Regions from separate parts of the Mus musculus genome. Here all the other regions are linked to region 1. A link is a contact called in public Hi-C, HiChIP or PLAC-seq and promoter capture Hi-C data. All regions are on one chromosome and are shown on one strand. Each heading gives the region's core, a stretch centred on a gene start, on an enhancer-like site or on the middle of the called end of the contact. The rest is flanking DNA. Distances are from core to core; before and after follow the strand shown.

Region 1 (3,186 bases), core at 325-2,824:
TTTGGCTTCATCTTCTACTTGCTTGAGAGGCTCCTGATAGGGTTAGCAAGCTCACTACGCCTTTTGCTGTACTCTACTCTCCCAGCGCTGAAGCTCAATAGAGGAAAAGAGTTTGCTCTGAAAAGCCACCCTACAGATATATGCAAAGCTACATTATATATGATTTCACGAGTTATAACAATAAATGCTATTACTAATAACATGCTCAATCTTTTAACTGCACACGCACTCTCTACCACTTCTTTTTCTCCCTAAGGTAGGGACTGAACCCAGGCTAGGCACAAGTTCTACCCACGAGGGACTTCCTATAACCTGTAGTGTCTGCCTCCGGTGGTCGTCTGCAGCAAGATGAGCTGAGCTATCTTTGTGCTAACGTGACAGGTCTATTCTTAATCAACATTCATTCCTCACCACCAATGTACCTACCATTTTGGCACAAATCAAGATCTATGAAATTTCAGCTAACTTAAAGTTATTTGAGTGCGCGAGTGTGTGTGTGTGTGTGTGTGTGTGTGTGTCTGTTCATGCAGAGGACTGAATCTACAGCCTCATTTATGCTAAGCATGCATTCTACCTGCCAACACCCAGTCCCTAATTTTAAGTTAAAAAAAAATCTAATAGAACGCCAATGCATTAAAAGACATAAAAAGAGCTAATCAAACAACTTGCAACGGACCTTGTTCAAGTCTGAAGAGGGTCTTCTCTAGCTTCTCCATCTCGTTCAGTAGTAAAATTCGAATCTGCTTACTGTGTTCCATTTTGGCTTCTGGAGGATTCGAACTCTTTCCGTAGAACTAAAAGGACTCCAAAGTGGAATGAGTTACCCCTATAAAACAAAGTGGAATTATTTAAAAAAAAAAAAAAAAGGAGAAGAAGAAGAAAAAAAAAAAGAAAGAAAGAAAGAAAAGAAAAGAAAATATGACCTAAAACTCTCTGGAGTTGACAGCGGCACTTACATGTCCTAGATAGGTTTAAAGCCAAGAAGAGCAATGAGAAAGAGCAAAATCTTGTCAGTAAAGCCCAACAAGGGAGAAGTTTCTTCTCTCTTGGAGCAGAATAAGAAAGCCTGAAGCAAAGATGTAGAGTCTTACACTCAGTTCAAAACAGAGCAGACCAACAAAACCCCTAAAGCATTCTCAGAGAAAAGCAATGCATCCGCGAAAACCCTGGAGTTCAGTGGCATAAATTCCGTTCCTGAGCCAGGGGGCCCTGAAAACTCCAAATGGCACTGTAGCCTCCAGCAGATCAGGCTGCTGAACAGGTGGAAGAGCGCCCAGTTCCCAAATTCGGGTCTGAAGCCACCAATAGGGAGGTGATTGGAGAGGTTAGCAGTTGCTGTCCCGGGAATAGCTGCGGCGGCGGTGGCATGCGATGTACAGAGCGGCTATAGATAGAAGGAATGCGCGTCCGGAGACGGACGCATTCCAGGCACTTACGAGCGGGATAGACGTGCGGCGTCGGGAGCGGGAGCCGGAGCCGGGTACAGCGGGAACGCCGGACGCAGCGGCGGCCCGGGGAGGGCAGGGCGGCCGTGAAGGGCACGGGGAGGGGCGCCGGGACCCGGGCCAGGGGACAGTGACAGGCCAGGGCCGCCGAGACTCCGCCCCCCGCGGCCGGAGGACGTGCCGACTCCGCTGGGCCCCGGACTAGCCTGGGGGGCGTGGCCCTGCCTCCCCGCCCACTTCCGGGAGCCATCGCCCCCGCTAGCACAGACCACTGATCTCGCGAGAGGTGGGCACGGCTTGTGGGTTTGAGGGGGTCTGGGCTTTGGGAACTGTCATTGCCCTGATGTGCGATCGCTCTGCCTCTCTAGGAAAAGTGAGTTCAAGAGCGAAGAAGAGCTGGGATAATGTTTAGTTAGGGACGTTCTTTCTGGGAAGAAAATGCAAAGTTGGGAAAACCAAGTTTCTTAAAATTCCCTGCTTGGCTTCATTAACCTTGTGACACACTGGTCGCTGGGAAGAGGGGACCTCAGCTAAGGAACTGCCTCCATCAGATTGGCCTGTGGGCTTGTGCATGGGAGCATTTTCTTGTTTTATGGTTGCTATATGGGAGGAAAATAGGCATGGCCACCCCTGGGCAGATGGGCCTTAGTTCCATAGGTAAACAGGCGGCCCAGCCCGGGAGGAGCAAGCCAGCAAGCTGCACTTCTCTATGGTCTCTGCTTGAGGTCCTGCCTCTGGGTCTTTCTCGTTGAGTTCCTGCTTTAACTTCCTCCAATAGAGCACTGTGACCAGGAAGTGTAAGCCAAACACTTTCTTTCCCCAACTTGCTTTTGGTTCAGGGTTTTGTCACAGCAAACATGCATTTTTATTTTTTATTTATTTTTATTATTATTATTTGGTTACCGTTGATTTAAAGACAAGGAAACAGACTCCCTCAAAGGTTAAGTAACATGCTTAAAGCCGCTTCATGAACAACGGAGTGTATGTGATTTCAAGTACATTCCCGATGATTTTGGTTCACTAAACCCTTCATCTAAGGTTGGCATTATTTTCCGTGGCTTGATATCAATAAGGACTTGGTAAAATGGAAGAATGAGTGTGCATTCTAGCTTATAAAGACGTTCTGGTTTTTCTGTGACAGTCATCTCAAGATTTCTCCTTCAGGTCTGATGTTCCCTTAGGCGTCTCTTCTGCTGTGTTCCTAGGAAGTGTGGAGGCCAGAGTGCGCCCTCTGTGAACTGGCTACAAACTCCTGCTTGACCATGAAATCCCCCAGTTGAAGGCTGCCTGCTAGACTAATGAACCCAGCAGGTCTTCGTTTGGGGAGGGTTGAAGAATGGGAGCCGGTGACTCAGATACCACACTCTATCGCTGTATGTTGGGTTTCTCTGATTTTCTTTTTTAAATGTAGATTACCCAAAGCGTTCTGATCCATAACTTCTCCATCTGAAATGTGGAGCATGGGTGCACGCTCTGACACTTTATCTGGTACAGATTCATCACACTATCCTCTGGCCAGCTCATTTTGCTGCTCCCCAGTGGATAGCTGTTCTCCAGGGCTGCAAAACTAGCCTTTCCCATTGTCCTGCCTCCAGCACAACTCACATGGTATGTCTAATGTCTCAAGTAGATAGCGGTGATTTATCCTTCTGAAAGTGCTTAAATTTTTCACGTGTTGTTAATTCTACTCAACTTTGGAGGTTTCATTTTGTGAAATAAGGAGAATAGTAAGTCACGGACA
Region 2 (3,186 bases), core at 496-2,995, 800 kb before region 1:
AAGTTAGTTTACTAGAAGTAACAAAAATAGACCATAAATGGCACAGGTTAATCTACAATCCTATGTAACTCGCCTAAAGATCCTGGGAGAGTTATATCCCCCATCTTCTAATAGAGTCTCTTTCTTTAACATTTTGTTTTTATCCCTGCATGTGTGTGTCTGTCTGTACGTCTCTGTTTTTCTGTGTCTGTCACATGTGTGCATGTGCCTGTGAGGTGGAGAAAAGAATGTCAGACCCTTGAAGCTGGAGTTACAGGCAGTTGTGAGCCACCAGATATGGTGCTGAGAACGAAATCCTGATCCTCTGCAAGAGCAGTGAGCACTCTCAACTTCTGCCCCTCTTTTATCGATTCTTAGAAGGGAATAAAATCTAGAAATGGAGTTAGCACACTTCAGAAGTGTGCTCATTCTGTTATTTGCAGAGCAGTTTCACAAGCCCAGAAGTTATCCCACAGCAAATACTTAAATTCCAGTGACTTTACTTCCTTAGCGACACCGGACTCTCTTCGACCCAAATCTTGACACCATAAAACAAAAACAAACAAACAAAAAAGCCCAAAGGTGACACCAAAGCCTTCAAGTCAAAATGGCATTCTCAGAAAACTGTATGGGATTTTCTACTGCAGTAAAGATACAAGGAAAATCCTAAGACAGTTTCACTGGAAAAGAGAATGGCATATGCTTTGCCAACGGTCTCTTCACAAACCTCTTCAAAAGTCATTCAAAGGCAATCATAAATTTAACAGGGCCATTCAGATCTTTCTCTCTCAGAATCTTAGGAGTGAAATCCAAAAAAAAAAAAAAAAAAAAAAAAAAAAGCCACACCCACAGGTAGGTTAGCTAACAGGATCCTCTCATTTTTCCTGAGGCATAGCTAAGGCAAGCTGTTAAAGAGATTCATTGCATCTGCCAAATAAAAAAGTAAAAAAAAAATATGAGGAGGGGGCCTGTTTGTCAGTTCTGTTTAATGGAGTTGCAGGAAATGAGAGTCCCCGATCTTAGAACTGCAGCCCTTCCCTTTTGGTGAGAGTACGCTGAGAGCAACTCAGCAAAAGTGGTAGTGGCAAAGGTAAGACGTGAACCTGCCGGTAAGGAGCTACGTGGCACTAAGCAAATAGTGGCTTGTCTCCCTCACCCTCTGCTTCCGCCCCAATCATCTTCCCCTTTGGTTACCAGTTGCTCCAGATGCCGTAGAGTAGTTCCACAAAAGCGAAAGAGAGGTTCAGGCACAGGAAGAAAAACAGGTTCCGGGATGTCTTGTCCGACAGGATGGACCTGGGCACGATACAGGTGATCAGAAGCAAGCAGGAGCCAAGGGGGTTGCGGGGACCCCTCAAAACCCACCCAGTCCGCATGCTCGTTCCACCACAGCAGGAGGGTGACGCTCCCATGCTGGACCTCAGGCCATCCTTAGCACCCAGCTTTGTCTCAGCATCCCGGGCAGCCCCCTCCCAGCAATCACAGCACCCCGCACCTAAACCAGCCTGAGATCTTGCCGAACAGATTGAACTTGGGTGGTTTGTATTCATCATCCTTGATGGACAGGGGCAACATCTTCTCCACCCGGCGAAGGGCCGGGTCTCCGTCCCTCTAGAAGTGACTCGGTATGGTGGCGGCAGTGACAGCGGTGACGCTTCAAACGCGGACCCCAAAGCGCTTGACCGCCGCGGCACCGCCGCGAGACACAGACACAGACACACACCCGGGAATTCGAGGACTTCCGGCCCGGGCCGCGCAACGCGTCCTGGGACGGGAAAGCGGGAGGCGGGGGCGGGGACTCCGGCAGGGGAGGGGCTTACGGGGAGGAGGCGGGGCTTGGGGGCTGCGGAAAGTCCGAGCTGAAAGCTTGGGGATCTATCTCTAGCTGAGCTAGGGGTCCTATCTCCTGAACTCACGAAAGATACCCCTGCTGGCTCTCTGCAGACGTGGCTGACTGGTTCAGGGCCCGCTGTCACCCACCCAGATCGCCCATCACTATCGTCCCCGGATGCAGTGCAGCCCGCTCCTGCTCCTTCAGCATTAACCCCCTAAAGGACCTCAAATCCCCGCTGTGCCTTAGGCAGCATCACTGAAAAGCCCAGGCGGCCACGTGCTGCGCCGCCACTGCACGGGATGTGCGAGAATGGCTTCCCGAGGTCAACGCTAAGGGAGTCCACCCCCACCCGCGGAAACCGTCACGCGGGACGCGATCGTTGAGTGCTTTGCAAAAGAAACACTTAAAGGTATTTTAAAACGTCCTTTAGGAAGAGGGCCATAGACTATGGCCTTGAGGTCCGCTTCTTGCTGTTTCTCCCCTGCAACCTCATTCGGTTGTAGCCCTGAAGGCAACCGCAGACAGGTTCCTTTAGCATCCTTGTCACCCCCAAGACAGTAGCTGTCACTATGGTCCATTTCAGGAGGTGCAGATACAAGCCTGTTGGGTGGGAGGCTGGGGATGAGCCTTGTGGGCCTGGGCTGGCTAGAGAGACACTCTCCAGCATCTTTCTAGGGGATTGTTTAGACAAGGTCAGCTGGCCGATCACGTGAATGATTAAAAGTTATTACCTAGAAGGGGAAACCCGGAAAGGGGGTCTGGTTTGGGGAGGTGGCTTGGAAACTACAAAACCGAGCTTCTTGGGAAAGCCTTTTTGCCTAACAGGAAGTGGAGCGTCACCCAAAGCGAGGGAGGGGTGGCCACTCAGGAACTGTCCCCTGCTCCAGGCACTCACTTTGCAGGCGGCGCATTTCCTAGGTTATCAATTGGACGGGCAGAGAGGTTGGAAGCCCGGTTTAGGAAAGGGGTGGAAAAGAGGCAAGCAAAGGAGACTCTCCTTTCGATTTATGCTAACCAAGCTGCAAATAAACCCGCTGGCCCCGCTGCAATCTTCTGCACTAGAGGTGAGGCAACTGTGAAATTCTCTTTCATTGATTTTATCTTTCCATTTGGGACCTCTGCTTGTTTTGCCCTCGTTCTTGGAACTTTGTGGGTAGGAAGGATTTATTCTGTAATTTAGATTTTTGAAAATAGATCTTGATTTTTTTTTAATGTTCCTCTTTAAAAACTGCTGGTAACAAACGGCTTGATTCTATAAGTTCTAGGACAAACATGTCTCTTTTGTCTTTGCCTTTCTTGGACCATTATTGTCATGTAAGCAAATATTCTCAATTAGTAGCATTTACTTTTTAAAGGCTACTCTGTTGTTGTTG
Region 3 (3,186 bases), core at 477-2,976, 780 kb before region 1:
ATTAAAACTTATGTCAGTTACATGCTTTGTCCACATTTGGTAATACACTTTTGCTTCTTGGTTGTCCACATTTGGTAATACATTTTTGCTTCTTGGTCATCCACTGTCAAATAAATAAACGTCAGCTGGCCACTGTGTTAATAACTGAGCGGGTGCTCTGGTGACGTGTTCCGTGTTTCTCTGTACTTGGCAGTACCACTCACTGTGAAGCTGAAAACTTGATGTGTTCACCAGGAATAAGTTTCCTATTGGGAAGATAGCCCTGTGTTTGATTGAAAATTTTAAATAACCATGTGAATTGTACTATTTTCTCTCATATTATGAATCATCAACAAAAATACTTTTAGGTCTATATAAGAAAGATTTCTACACTGTGGCTAGACCTCCTAAGACCATCTTTCCATGAAAACCTTTTACTCGTACTCCACATGATCCAAAATCACTTGTGCGGGCTCAAAACTACACCTGTGTAGCAGTGTAGCTCAGGAGTGAAGCCTACAGGCTCTGCTATTAGACTCCGGGACGAAATCCTTGCCAGACATCACATTTGAAGAGCCCCTGTTTGTCAAAATGTGATTGTTTTATATATATCCTAAACGTTGGAAAACTAAGGACAGGTTAATATTCATAGGTTTTATTAAGAATTGGTTTTAAATAATAAGAGAGGTGGTATGTCTGACTAGAGTCATACGTCATAGTCATAGCGGCTTCCCCATTTCAGATGTTCAAAGCGTTAAAGCTGTTAGGTTGCTCTAATGCTAGAAAACCCAACATCCACAAAGGGAGATACGGAGAGCACTGTCTGTGCACAGTACCCAGGAACCAAAGGCTTGTTCCTTGTTTTCATTCTTTATATACTTTCCCCCCTGTGTTTTGTTTTGGAGACAGTTTTATCCTTTAATGTAGGCTGGCCTCAAACTCAAGGCCCCTCCTGCCCGAGTCTCCCAAAATGCTGAGATTAGAGACATGAGACATCATCACACCTGGCTCTTCACATTAAAGCCACAGTACGTATGTATTCTATCAGTTTGGACACATTTACAGCAGTGTAAAGAAATCAAAGATCACCCCTGTAATCCCAGCACTCAGATGGCTGAGGGAGGAGAATTCCTGTGAAGATCAGCCCTGCTACAGAGTAAGACCCTCTCTCTCTCTCTCTCTCTCTCTCTCTCTCTCTCTCTCTGTGTGTGTGTGTGTGTGTGTGTGTGTGTGTGTGTGTGTGTGTGTGTGTGTGTGTGTTGGTTAGAGGACAACGTTTCAGAGTCAATTAGATCCTCCCACAATGTGGGTTAGAAGTATCAAGCTCAGATGCTTAGGCTTCGTAGCAAGTGCCTTTCCCACTAAGGCTTCTCCCCAGCCCTGAACAGATGCTTCCGTAGCACCAGGACTCCCCAGCCTGCTCCCTTGTCATCCCACTGTGAGGAGACCAGGACTCTGTACTCCCCAGCCTGCTCCCTTGTCATCCCAGTGTGAGGAGACCAGGACTCTGTACTCGCCAGCCTGCTCCCAGTTCACTTGCTACCTCCTTGCTATGCAATACTGGATACATCACCCTACCTTACAGATCTATGAGCATAGCCCGTGATTGTTCCCTTAAAATGAAGTCCAACGAAATTGCACACCTGGATCGATCTAGTGAGATTCATTTCTTTTATGGGCTTTGATACATACTGCTAGATTCCTCTACAACTGTTGTCATGGTGACACTATTAATAGCACATCTGAGAACACCTGTTTCCCCCAGCCTTCCTGACTTCCGGCATTTCCGTTTTCCTGTCATCTGCTCGTTCCACATAAAATATCTGAGGGTTTCAGGGTATTAAAGGCTTCTCCTTCACAGAACTTGATGTTGAGGAGGCCGAACAGACAGACAAGGAAGTGTTCAGTGACAGCTCAAAGGGCGGTAAAAGCTTCAGGAAGCTTTAAAAATGCTTCTAGGAACTATTTCCAGGTTGCTGTATAGACATGTAATTAATAGACCGCCGATGTCAGCTTTTGTCTTACTAAGACTCCCAACTTTGTTCTCCCTCCACCCCGCCCCAACACACAAGTCCTGGTCTTGATTCACCTCCATATTCTCTCCTTCTGTGAAGTCTCTCACAACATAAAACCCATTTATTTTCTAACACACACTTGCACTGGGTCCTGACCCTTCTTAATGTCCTTCCCTGTAGGGTAAGGATGAAAGGAACATTTGCCATGAAACTTTACATGTTGCACTTGTTTGGGAAGGATGCTGTATACCAGAAAGAATTTGACAGTGCCTTCAGAAATCACAGAAATACCCATCAAAGAAAAAGGACCGTGCAGCCAGGTGATTTTTGAAGTTAGTTATGAAGTATGGGTGGATCAAAATCATAGCGTTGAAAGAGAGCAAGCCTCTGCAAACACCAAAACAGTTTAGGAAGCCCACTGCAGCAAAGGATGTGCTTGCTTGCTTGTTTGTTTGTTTGCTTGTTTGTTTTTGCTCTGTAGTCCAGTCTGGTCTTTAGTTTATCATCTGGCTCATCCTTCAGTTTAGGGTCTTCCTGTCTCAGTGTCTTGATCACTGGGATTATAGGCAAGGGTATCATGCCTGTCCACAGAGAGAATTCCCATGAAATTTATGTGACAGAGTCTCTGTATCTCAGCATTTCATTGATTTCCGAGAAGAAAATATCAAAAACCCAATTGGGGTTTTATTTTTTAGTTCTTTTTTGTTTGTTTGTTTTGCTTTTATCACAAGAAAGCAGCTTTATTTCATACCAGGTGTTAACTTGGACTAATCGTGTGTGTGTCTGTGTGTGTGTGTGTGTGTGTGTGTGTGTGTGTGTGTGTGTGTGTGTTTCTAGGCCATCTGGCAGTTTGGGGCAGATTGTTCTGGTTGTTACAACTGGAGGTGTGCTACTCACCACTGATATGTTAAGGGGATGTTGCTAAGCACCCACCAGTGAACAGAGAGGATTTGACAGTGACACAGCTGAGAAAAAGCCTGCTTAGCACCATTTGTTAGGTCATTTGGTTATTACTTATCTACATGGCATGACTTCTCACCTGTAAGTTCCATGCTAGTGTGACAATGCCTATGGGGATGCAAACTCGAGGGAAAATGTGCTTGTCTGATAACACGTCCAGTGTGTGAGGCTGTGAGCATGGCTCCATCAGAAAGCCACAGACATCTCCTGTGATGGCTTTTTCGGACTGATT
Region 4 (3,186 bases), core at 261-2,760, 680 kb before region 1:
CTCATCAATCCTTTGGATACATTAATACATGAACGTGTAGAAATACCCCCAAATGGAAGATTAGAGGGGAAAAAACTAACTAATAGAACCAGGGGGAGGTTCACACTGCGCTAAGAACTGGAGCCAAGAAGGTGTGAGTCTCTTTTACATGGGCACCATTTTTTTGGCAAACAAGGACACAGGGGTTAAAATTTAGTTTCCTGTTCTTAACTAGCTTCTTCTTTCTCTGGCTTTATTGAAATTGTGCATTTGCTAGCTAAAAATCTAGATACTCTTTAAAAGTCTCTGTTTAATATATCGTTAATTTTTTTTCAAACAAAATCAAGAGAAAGCAAAAGCTCCTTCCTTCACTTACAGTAGATGTCCACGTGGATACTTCGTTCCAGCTTCCCAGAGCCACATGTTGCTGTGCACAGGTAAGAGTGTTCATTCTCAAAACTGACAGGCTCCATGGTCAGAACGGACTTGGACCCCTCCGTCCTCACCTTCGCGTTTAGTGGGCTGTCTATCTGGGTTCTCCATGAGAACAATGGTGACTCGCAGCCCGTAGTGCTGCAAGTGAGGGCCATGGAGTCACCGATTTGAGCAATCGTTTTGTATTCAGGGGAGATCTCGATTTTAAAAGCTTGAGCTGAAAAGAGAGAGAGAGAGAGAGAGAGAGAGAGAGAGAGAGAGAGAGAGAGAGAGAACAAGTTTACCATGGTCTGCCCCATACTGTGTCCTTTTTCTCTTGCGCAGCAATACAGTGTCCAAAGCACAGCTGGGATGATCTACTTTTTAAACTGTCTCAGACTAATAGCACAAGACAGACCCAAAGCCCTGAAGTTGCTCTTGAGGAAGGTGCTGGAATCGTCACCGCGAAGAAGAATGCTCAGTTCTGACTTTGAAGCCCATTGCACAAAGTTTTTTTTTTTTTTTTTTTTTTTTTTTTTGTCACTTTCTAAGCTTGATTTCATTGTCGAATACAGGAAACTAAAGAGATAGACCCACTACCGATATAATCCAAATTACTCATTTGACAGTGGAAAGAAAATCCGTCCCCAGCTCTGTCAGAATACTGGCTCTTATAGCAAAGCTCTGTAGTACACCAGAAGCTGTAGATGTGTGAAATAGGTCAGGAACTTACAGACTGCAAACAGTATCCAAAGTACCGTTGAGGCTCCCAAGACCGCGACCATCTTCACAGGCATTTCAAGTCTCTGCTTCAAAGCCTTCTTTGTGCCCCACGTGAAAAGTGTCTGGGAAAAGTGTTCAGCCTCCAAAGCCAGCCGGGCTGGTGTGAGTGAAATAGAAAGTCTGCTCTTTATAAAGGGTCTTGCTAGAGAGGCGGAGGGAAATCCCTTCAAGGGGAAACCCAGAGCCAGGGAAAAAGTTTAACTGACAGCCAGCCAAGTCCCCACGTTAACCCCTTCAGCTGCTTTCTGGGCTGAAGTCATTCTGAGTCCTGGGAAACACGACACTTCCAAGTATATAAATCTCTGGCTTTTCCTGACCTTCAGCTCCGAAAGGGCTATCTCTCCTGAAAAGATGATTGCAAAATGAAACTGCCAACAGTGTGTGTGTGTGTGTGTGTGTGTGTGTGTGTGTGTGTGTGACAGCAAAGACAGAGATCACTCAGTAAATAACCACTGACTTTTCTTCATTAAGAAATGCATTTGCAATTTAAAAAATAAAAATTGTTCTCTTTCAACAAAAAAAGGAAAATATCCTTTATTTGTTTTTATTGACCCATTATCATGAGTCACTCTTTTAGAATGTGAGTCAGTAGTTCTTATTTTTATACTCTTTTATTCATAAGTGAATTTTTGACAAAAAAAAAACCTCCCTGAAATAACTTTCTGAAGTAGTAAATGAAAGGACGTTGATGCAGAATGAAGGGAATTATCTTTTCTTTTGTTTGACAATGCCCCAGCCCTTTGACCCATTGCTGGATGACAGGAAGTCTTTTGCAGACTTGAACGCTAAAAAATGGGATCTGTCTGCTAAATTTTTGTGGTGGATTTCTTTGGCTGCATTATTTAGCCACAAGTCCAATTGAATATGTAAACAGATTAGCTTTAGGAGATGAATTGACAACCATTTTTTTATTATTATTTTCTACTCCCAGTGAAATGACTTTTTGAAAGACTCAATTAAGTGTCTTAAATGCCTCTGTAGGTCTTACACATGCATAGCCCATGTCCTTGCAAAATGCTTGCCCATCAGAAAGAAACCGGAATAGCCACTTCCTTGTATTATACACATGTGGGTTTACCTCCCACATGGCATTATCAGTTCCCTGCATGGCCAGGACTAGTTCTTATTCATAGTTGTTTCTATTCCATATATATATATATATATATATATATATATATATATATATATATATATATAATGGTTTTATATATAACGACTATAAAACCTGCAGCATCTTCTAGATGTTTAAAATCTAGAAGAGAAACGTTCAAAATACTGAATGTAGTTCATAAGTGCCACGTGAGAGAAAAAAATAATTCCACAAGAAAGGTATAGTTCCCAGACATCTGGGCACATGTAAAATTAACAGTATCATGTCATTGGACAAAGGCTATCAGTGAGACCCACAGTCGCCAACTGCTCCAACCTGGCAGGAGAGACTTCTGAATTCCCTCTTGAGAATACATGTGGCTCCCACTGAGAGGCAAGTATAAAAGGGAAGTTGAGGGATATATTTTAGGGCTATGACGACATATCCAGGGATCGATGACATTAGCTGCCATGTCATCTAGAGGACCTCAACAATGTCATGTCATAAAAGGAGAGTATAGACTACCCCCTACTGATTCTCACCTTCTCCATAGATCAAAGGCATGTAAGAAAATGTTAATCCATGTCTTTGACACTTAAAAATAAATAACTACTTGGATCATGCAGACTCATCTTATTTGGTATCAGTTCTCACCCAAGTGAGTGGAGAAATAATTCCTATCAGGAAAGGAGAATAGTACATACAACAGAGGAAGTGAAAAAAAAAACTATTTGGTGGATTCCACAAGGTCAAATCCTTCCTCGTTTAAGAACCACTACTCTAACATATAGCTAAAGAACTCTCCGTGGCTATGTAGATCTTTTATAGCAGCTTCATTAGAGACCCAAGAGCCTGAAGTTTGAAGTTGGATCAGTTGTTTTTGAAGCAAATACTGAGGACCAAGATTAAGCCAGTCCTAA

Evidence for each region. Hi-C and Micro-C count contacts between places; a contact is called where the count stands out from the background. HiChIP or PLAC-seq counts read pairs in DNA pulled down with a chosen protein or histone mark. Capture Hi-C pulls out chosen DNA fragments and counts their contacts.
Region 2: a promoter capture Hi-C map of adipose tissue shows a contact between it and region 1, with 3 times the contacts expected there. The contact joins the promoter of Slc30a7 here to the promoter of Agl in region 1. A contact is called at or near these places in 19 of 39 promoter capture datasets (the 3T3-L1 cell line, 3T3-L1-derived adipocytes, the C10 cell line and 11 more), 9 of 484 Hi-C or Micro-C datasets (the G1E-ER4 cell line, bone marrow-derived macrophages, embryonic stem cells and 6 more), 17 of 115 datasets of contacts at active chromatin or transcription factors (the 230-238 cell line, the SCID.adh cell line, bone marrow-derived dendritic cells and 13 more) and 4 of 9 other capture datasets (adipose tissue, embryonic stem cells, liver and 1 more).
Region 3: an H3K27ac HiChIP or PLAC-seq map of large pre-B cells shows a contact between it and region 1, with 9 times the contacts expected there. The contact joins the enhancer-like site here to the promoter of Agl in region 1. A contact is called at or near these places in 17 of 39 promoter capture datasets (the 3T3-L1 cell line, 3T3-L1-derived adipocytes, the C10 cell line and 9 more), 2 of 484 Hi-C or Micro-C datasets (bone marrow-derived macrophages and rod photoreceptor), 3 of 115 datasets of contacts at active chromatin or transcription factors (embryonic forebrain, embryonic stem cells and large pre-B cells) and 2 of 9 other capture datasets (adipose tissue and liver).
Region 4: a Hi-C map of cardiomyocytes shows a contact between it and region 1, with 2.9 times the contacts expected there. The contact joins the promoter of Vcam1 here to the promoter of Agl in region 1. A contact is called at or near these places in 2 of 39 promoter capture datasets (cranial neural crest and hippocampal neurons), 1 of 484 Hi-C or Micro-C datasets (cardiomyocytes) and 1 of 9 other capture datasets (liver).

What each region holds. Positions count from the first base shown.
Region 1 is chr3:116,806,592-116,809,777 of GRCm38.p6, forward strand. It overlaps Agl (amylo-1,6-glucosidase, 4-alpha-glucanotransferase), which reads right to left and starts at 1,575. Exons shown (of 34, transcript NM_001081326.1): 1 at 1,437-1,575; 2 at 677-826. The coding sequence starts at 758.
Region 2 is chr3:116,005,661-116,008,846 of GRCm38.p6, forward strand. It overlaps Slc30a7 (solute carrier family 30 (zinc transporter), member 7), which reads right to left and starts at 1,746. Exons shown (of 11, transcript NM_023214.7): 1 at 1,475-1,746; 2 at 1,174-1,275. The coding sequence starts at 1,554. It overlaps Extl2 (exostosin-like glycosyltransferase 2), which reads left to right and starts at 2,637. Exons shown (of 5, transcript NM_001163514.1): 1 at 2,637-2,877.
Region 3 is chr3:116,028,870-116,032,055 of GRCm38.p6, forward strand. It overlaps Extl2 (exostosin-like glycosyltransferase 2), which reads left to right. Exons shown (of 5, transcript NM_001163514.1): 5 at 1-147. Among named protein-coding and RNA genes, the nearest start is that of Extl2, 22 kb to the left of the region's middle. Within about 2 kb of position 1,727, at least 18 of the 459 cell types and tissues checked have an H3K27ac peak or open chromatin away from gene starts, as enhancers often do. A contact at or near this core is called in hippocampal neurons, where this site is marked.
Region 4 is chr3:116,128,178-116,131,363 of GRCm38.p6, forward strand. Vcam1 (vascular cell adhesion molecule 1) reads right to left here and starts at 1,511. Exons shown (of 9, transcript NM_011693.3): 1 at 1,127-1,511; 2 at 356-631. The coding sequence starts at 1,190.